Linked DNA regions of Mus musculus: region 2 is linked to region 1. The links are chromatin contacts, called in public promoter capture Hi-C maps. All regions are on one chromosome and are shown on one strand. Each heading gives the region's core, a stretch centred on a gene start, on an enhancer-like site or on the middle of the called end of the contact. The rest is flanking DNA. Distances are from core to core; before and after follow the strand shown. Region 1 holds the start of Ndufa8 (NADH:ubiquinone oxidoreductase subunit A8). Region 2 holds the start of Psmb7 (proteasome (prosome, macropain) subunit, beta type 7).

Evidence for each region. Promoter capture Hi-C pulls out the DNA fragments that hold promoters and counts their contacts.
Region 2: a contact with region 1 is called in a promoter capture Hi-C map of pre-B cells, with 6 times the contacts expected there. The contact joins the promoter of Psmb7 here to the promoter of Ndufa8 in region 1. A contact is called at or near these places in 2 of 39 promoter capture datasets (liver and pre-B cells) and 1 of 9 other capture datasets (liver).

What each region holds. Positions count from the first base shown.
Region 1 is chr2:36,047,927-36,051,006 of GRCm38.p6, reverse strand. It overlaps Ndufa8 (NADH:ubiquinone oxidoreductase subunit A8), which reads left to right and starts at 1,669. Exons shown (of 4, transcript NM_026703.3): 1 at 1,669-1,815. The coding sequence starts at 1,765. Morn5 (MORN repeat containing 5) reads right to left here and starts at 1,534. Exons shown (of 5, transcript NM_029309.2): 1 at 1,432-1,534. The coding sequence starts at 1,478.
Region 2 is chr2:38,642,318-38,645,397 of GRCm38.p6, reverse strand. Psmb7 (proteasome (prosome, macropain) subunit, beta type 7) reads left to right here and starts at 1,492. Exons shown (of 8, transcript NM_011187.1): 1 at 1,492-1,557; 2 at 1,947-2,040. The coding sequence starts at 1,496.

The sequences.
Region 1 (3,080 bases), core at 420-2,919:
GAATTCCAGGATAGCCAGGGCTCTTACACAAATCAAAACAAACCTAAAATCAAGATGTGTGTGGGTTTTTCAATCTCTGTGCCCAAGCCCAATCCTTCACCTCCACCTGTCAAAACTTTCGCTGTAGGAACTTTTGCCTCATGAAAAGAAATGATATGGTTTAGACACAAAGCTGGGTAGAAATTCTCGACTCCCTCACTTAGCTGGGTTGTTTTGTTAAGTTCCACCATTTATTTGCAAGATCAGCCTGAACTGTCTCACTGTCATGAAAGGCATTGCACACCCAAGCATCTTTGCCACTTTCCAAAGGGTTAGACAAGGGTCTTGAGTCCTTTAAGGCTCCCTTTTACCCTTTAACCTTGAAGCTGAGATAATACCATCTCCCTTGCAAAGCTGACTGAAGATGTGGACAGCATCCCATTATATATATTACTGCCACTCTCTCTAAGAATCTGTCCCTGTGCTTGGCTAGACCACTACTCCTGCTTCCTCAAAACACCCTGCAGTTCCTCTAGCCTGTGCATACAGATCCTCCTTCATCTCTGCATCTCTACAGCCCCATGAAGTGCTTTATAGCCCAAACAACTATCGCTTATCTGTCCATTACCCACCCCCCCAGCATCGGCCTCTCCAGCTCTAAAAAATTTTCTGCTTTCTTCATCCAGAGCTGCTGGCAAGGCAAAGTGACCATCTCACATGTGGTCTGCCTCTCTTGACCACAGGGCTGACCTTGATTACTTGTCATAACTGTGTTACGCTTAACCGTCCCACTGTGTTTGCAGGGATTCTGACCAGGGTCAAATTCAAAATCTGGACACAGAGAAAAATCAGTATTTGCCGAATAGCACTTTCTTTTCTTTTTCTTTAATATTTATTAATTTATTATATCTAAGTACACTGTAGTTGTCTTCAGATATCCCAGAAGAGGGTATCAGATCTCATTACAGATGGTTGTGAGCCACCATGTGGTTGCTGGGATTTGAACTCAGGACCTGTGGGAGAGCAGTCAGTGCTCTTAACTGCTGAGCCATCTCTCCAGCTCTGAATACCATTTTCTAGTTTTCTTTGCCTGCATAATTTTTTAAATATTTATTTTTTAATGTGTATGTTTTGCTCTCATGTATATAATGTGTACCATGTGCATGCCTGGTGCCTACAGAAGCCAGAAGAGGAACTTTGGTTACAGATGGTCATGGGTGCAGGGGATACGCGCACGCGCTCGTACACACACACACACACACACACACACGAATGAATGAATGAAAGAATGAATGAGTGAATCCTACCTATGCGACTTATTAGGTATCTGTGCTTGAGCACTATAGTTGAACAAGTTTTTGAAAGCATTTGGCTGAGGGTCCTTGGCGGAGGCTTAAAAACAGTTGTCTTTCACTAGCCTGAAAGTGGAGACATGGACGAATGGGGGCTTACCTCCCGTTTATGTATTCCCCGAAATACTGGCTCCCGGTGTACTGCATGTTAACAGCTAGTGTCTAACAGACACCAACTTCAGCTGTCTTGGCGTCACTATGACAACCAGGAGATGTGGGCGGAGACCAGATGAAGCCCCGCCCCTCGGGACCGCTAGACTTCCTGGAATGGCTTACGCTTCGCCTCCTCCAGCGGCCCTAGAGCAGTGCGCTTGCGCGTCGCTGGAGACGCATGCGCAGATGGTACCGGGCAGTCTTGGCCAGCCAAAGGGGACTTGAAGGAGACGGGCGACACGGCCGAGGGCACCTGGTCAGGGTCGCGGCTACCGCCGTCATGCCGGGGATAGTGGAGCTGCCAACTCTGGAAGAGCTGAAAGTGGAGGAGGTGAGGCTCTTCCTGAGGGCAGGCGGGAAGCCTGGGATTGCAGCTTTCAGGCGGGCCCAGGCACGGTTCCGGCCTCTGCGACCTGCATGGTCACATCTCGCCTTGGCTCCAGCCATTCCTGTGCGCACTGCGACCGGCCTCTCTTCTTGTGAATCGGGTGATACTTTCCATTAGCATCACCTAGCCCCTTGCTCTCCCTCCCGGTGAGGCGAGCCTGCCTCCTCTTGGTGCTCACCTTCCCCTTCCAAGTCTGTCAAAATCTCGGTGCAGAGCAGGCCTGGGTGCCGCGGCAGCACACAGTACGTGTTGGACAGTGAGTCTGGCATGGGCCAGGGTGTTTTGGTAATGGGACACAAGTAAAGCATTTACTTCTTCGAGAGACATTTAAGTATTTGTTATGTGCACGTGCAATGGGAAGTAAGAGACAGTGCCCAGCTCTTATAGTTTATAGTTTTATAAAGAGACAGATAAAGAGGCTGTACAGCACAGTGCATGGCTCTGTGAAACGTGAAGTAAAAGTGGTGTGCTATTGTAACTATCACAAACATGATCACTCCATTTCTAAAGGCCGGGCTGCTAATTGGAACACAAAGTAAGGTAGGGTATAACTGGTTTCCCTTGTAGACCAGAAATAGGCCCCAAGAGTAGAAGCGATTTGCCCAAGGTCACATAGACAGTGTATGGAAGACTTGTAACAGGAACCCAGATCTTTTCTGAAACCCAGCCTGTTAAATCTTTCAGCCAAAGTGCAACAGAGTGAGGAAGGACTTGTAGAACCGTGTTGTCGAGGAAGCTGAGAGCTGTCTGATGTCAGCCTACTGTTAGATTAGCGGTGCTAAGCCTCTAGAGAAGTCACTGACGAGGCGGGAACAGTTTGGACTTTATACTGTGAGACAGAGGGAAAAGATGGCTGTGTTGTCATGGCAGGCACTGTGTTGAATGTTCTCCTATACGACTTCACGTAGGCTCTCACAAACCTGTGAGGATGGCAACTTGGTATTTTCCTCAGATGAAGAAATTGTTAGCATATTTATATGAAATTGACTTAGAGGCGAGAGAAAGGATTTTCCTATCAGCCAGTCTTTTATTCTTATCCCACCGTGTAACTGGTCAAACATGAGTTGACATATTTTGTTAGATGTTTAATTTGGCTTAGCAAACATTTCATGCAAAAGCATCCTAATAAATTTCTCTTTAAAGTTTGCACAATTGGTATATATAATTATGTAAATAACCAGAGTAGTAAAAGTTAAAACACATGATTA
Region 2 (3,080 bases), core at 243-2,742, 2.6 Mb before region 1:
AATCAGATGGAACTTAATTTTTAGTGAACATTTACTAAAAATATGGTTGAGACACTGGTTCTAGATCCTTAGGATGTTATTCATTCATTCATTCATTTATCTATCCATCCGTCTGTCTTCAGCTACAATCATAATAGGACATAGTAGGTGCTTAATAAATATTTGTAAATGAATTCATTTCACAGTCATGGAGGGTGTCACTTATTGCCTAAATAAGTTTAAAAATATTTTCCTGACTTCCGCAGCAAGCCTCACATTTCCATCAGTAGAAGATTTTCTTAAAATTACATAACACTGCACTCATAGTGCTGGGTAACATTATGAATTCTGTGCCCATAAACAATCCAGTGCCTCTCCTTCAGCCTTAACAACTACTGATTCACTTTATGCTTCTGCAGATTTGCCTATTTTGAGATACTTCATACAAATGGAACTCTCTAAGGCTGGGGAGATGGCCCAGAGGGAAGATGACTGAAAGAGTAAAGTGGAGAGTGGTGGAGGACTCCCAACATTAACCATACACCCACATGTACCCACAGGCATGTGAACATGATTACCACATGAATGTATAGTATATCACATGTGAATGTAATTATACAATGTGGTTCTTCTTCTCCATGCCTAGTCTCTTTATATTTAGCAAATTGTTTTCCAGGGTCACCCCTGATTTAGTAGGTATCACATTCCCTTCCCTTTTACGGCCTAATACTGTTTCACTGTGCTGATATTCCACATTTTGTTTACTCATTCATCCGTCAATGGGCATTTGTGTTGTTTCCCGATTTGCCTGTTAGGTACCTGGTTGCTATGCTCATTTGCCTAGAAGCATCTGTGAACTTAGCTTTCCAGTTCTTCTGGGTAGGTATGACAGTGATAATTTTGGTTTAAGATCCAGTTCGTTTTCCGGAGCAGATGACCGTTTTATATTCCCACCTGTCACAGAGAGTTTTTCTCTGTCCAACTCCAGTCATTGTAGTGGGTCCAAAGCAGTGTCTCACTGGGGGCTTGGGGTTGCCTTGTCCTCGTGACTCAGGGCACGAAACGTCTTTCCATGTGTCTGTTTGCCTTTCTGAGGAAGGTGAAAGCTCCGTTACACACTAACAGTAGGAAATAAGGGAGTTGAAAGGGATTTGCTCAGCGGCTTTGCCTGGACCTGGGGTGTGTGGATGTCCCTGATACACGCCGGATTCTAGTTTAACCGCAGAAACAGATCTGGTCTGAGCGTCAGGAGATTTGGTTATTGGGGGAATTTTATTATCTGATTTAACAAATTCCATCCCTTCGGCTGATCGTCAGTTTCCCCTTCCCAGGACTTGAGGCAAAACTACTTCAAAGACCCAAGCCTCTCTAGGAAGTGAGAACTCAAGAACTCTATGTCCAAGAGCGCCAGTTCGAAGTTTGCCCCGCCCTCTCGTCCCGGTCTCTCGCGGCGCCGGAAGTGCTAAGTTCTTTTTTTGTCGCTCCGCCCTCGGCCCGGAAACACTTTCTTGGCAAGATGGCGGCTGTGTCGGTGTTTCAGCCACCGGTCGGAGGCTTTTCTTTTGATAATTGTCGCAGGTGTGTTCATGCCCGGGGGCGCGATCGGGACCCGAGTGGGAACTCTGTACGCCGGATCGGAACTGGGCTGCGGCCGGGGTCGGGGGCGTGAGGCGAGCGTGGGGATGGTGCCCGCGGCCGTGTGACTCAGGGAATCGGGCCCCAGCGCGGGCTGCTTCTGAGGCCGGCGCGGCCCTCTCCCCTTGCCAGTGTGTAAGGATTTGGACTTTCCTGTGGCTTTGGAGGGATTGGGTCACCGCCCCGATCTGTAATTCCTCGCCGATGGTGCTAATAATGGGAGAATCCAGTGATCACACTGGGGTGGAAGAAAATTGAGTTCCTTCCTAAGCACCCACTCTTCTCGCCAGTGGTCTTGTCCTCTAACACTTGATTTCTGTGCCTTCCCTTAGGAATGCTGTCTTGGAAGCGGATTTCGCAAAAAAGGGGTTCAAGCTCCCGAAAGCTCGGAAAACTGGCACTACCATCGCGGGGGTGGTGTATAAGGTAAGCCTAGACAGGCCGACCGTAGCGGTAACTGACCTATTAACCGTAGTTAGACCACTTGGACTCAAGCTTCCAGCTAGAACTGTCAGAGTGCATCATGAGAATCGGCTTTTATTAGGGAATGCCTTGATCAAGAGGTTTTACATGTTAAATAGTTTGTATTTACTCATTTTGAAGTTTTACACATGAGGGCAATTTGGCTTTTCCTAAGGTACTCTAGGAAGCAGGATGCTACAATGGGAAAGCACAGAATTTGGGATTAATTGGTTTGTTTAGATGTTTAATGCTTCCATACTGTTTCTAGTGAACTACTTGGGCAGTTTAGTCCCCCCCCCCCCCCCCCCCTTTGAGACAGGGTCTCATTATATAGCCCCGATTGTTGTAGATCAGGCTGCTTTAAACTAGAAATTTACCTGCTTCTGCCTCCACAACGTTGGGAGAGCCACTCTGCCCTCAGCCTTTTTTTTTTTTTTTTACAGAGTTAAATCTCTATCCATCAAATGGAGATAAATCCTGAAATAAACTGTAAAGATAATAAAGGCTAGCGATTAATGTTGTTAGTGGGGTGAAGAGAGTCACATTTCAAAAACTAATAGAGGTGACTGTTTCCTAAATTTTCTCTGTGTATGTGCTTGTACATATGCTATGGGACAAGTGTAGAGGTCAGAGAACAACTTGGTGGAGTCCATTCTGAGCTTCATGTGGCTTCTTACAATGGAATTCAGTTTTCCAGGCTTGCCCGACTAGTGTATTGTACTTGCTGACCTATTTTGTTGGAAATATTTTGTTGGAAAGATTGTGGGTCTTCATTCCACATTTTTTCTTTCCAGTTTAGCTCTGTGATTTAAAAGGAATTTACTGAATCGTTGCGCCTTGATTGAAGATGGAAATGAGTCTTAATCACCTCAAGAATTAGCCATTGACATTTATTAAGGATGTACTAATAATGTAGGACAATAGTTTTGGTAGGAATTTTGACTGGGGATATGGAATTCTGGGAGCAGAGAATGGCCAACATTGTTTTTCTTAAATACTATCTT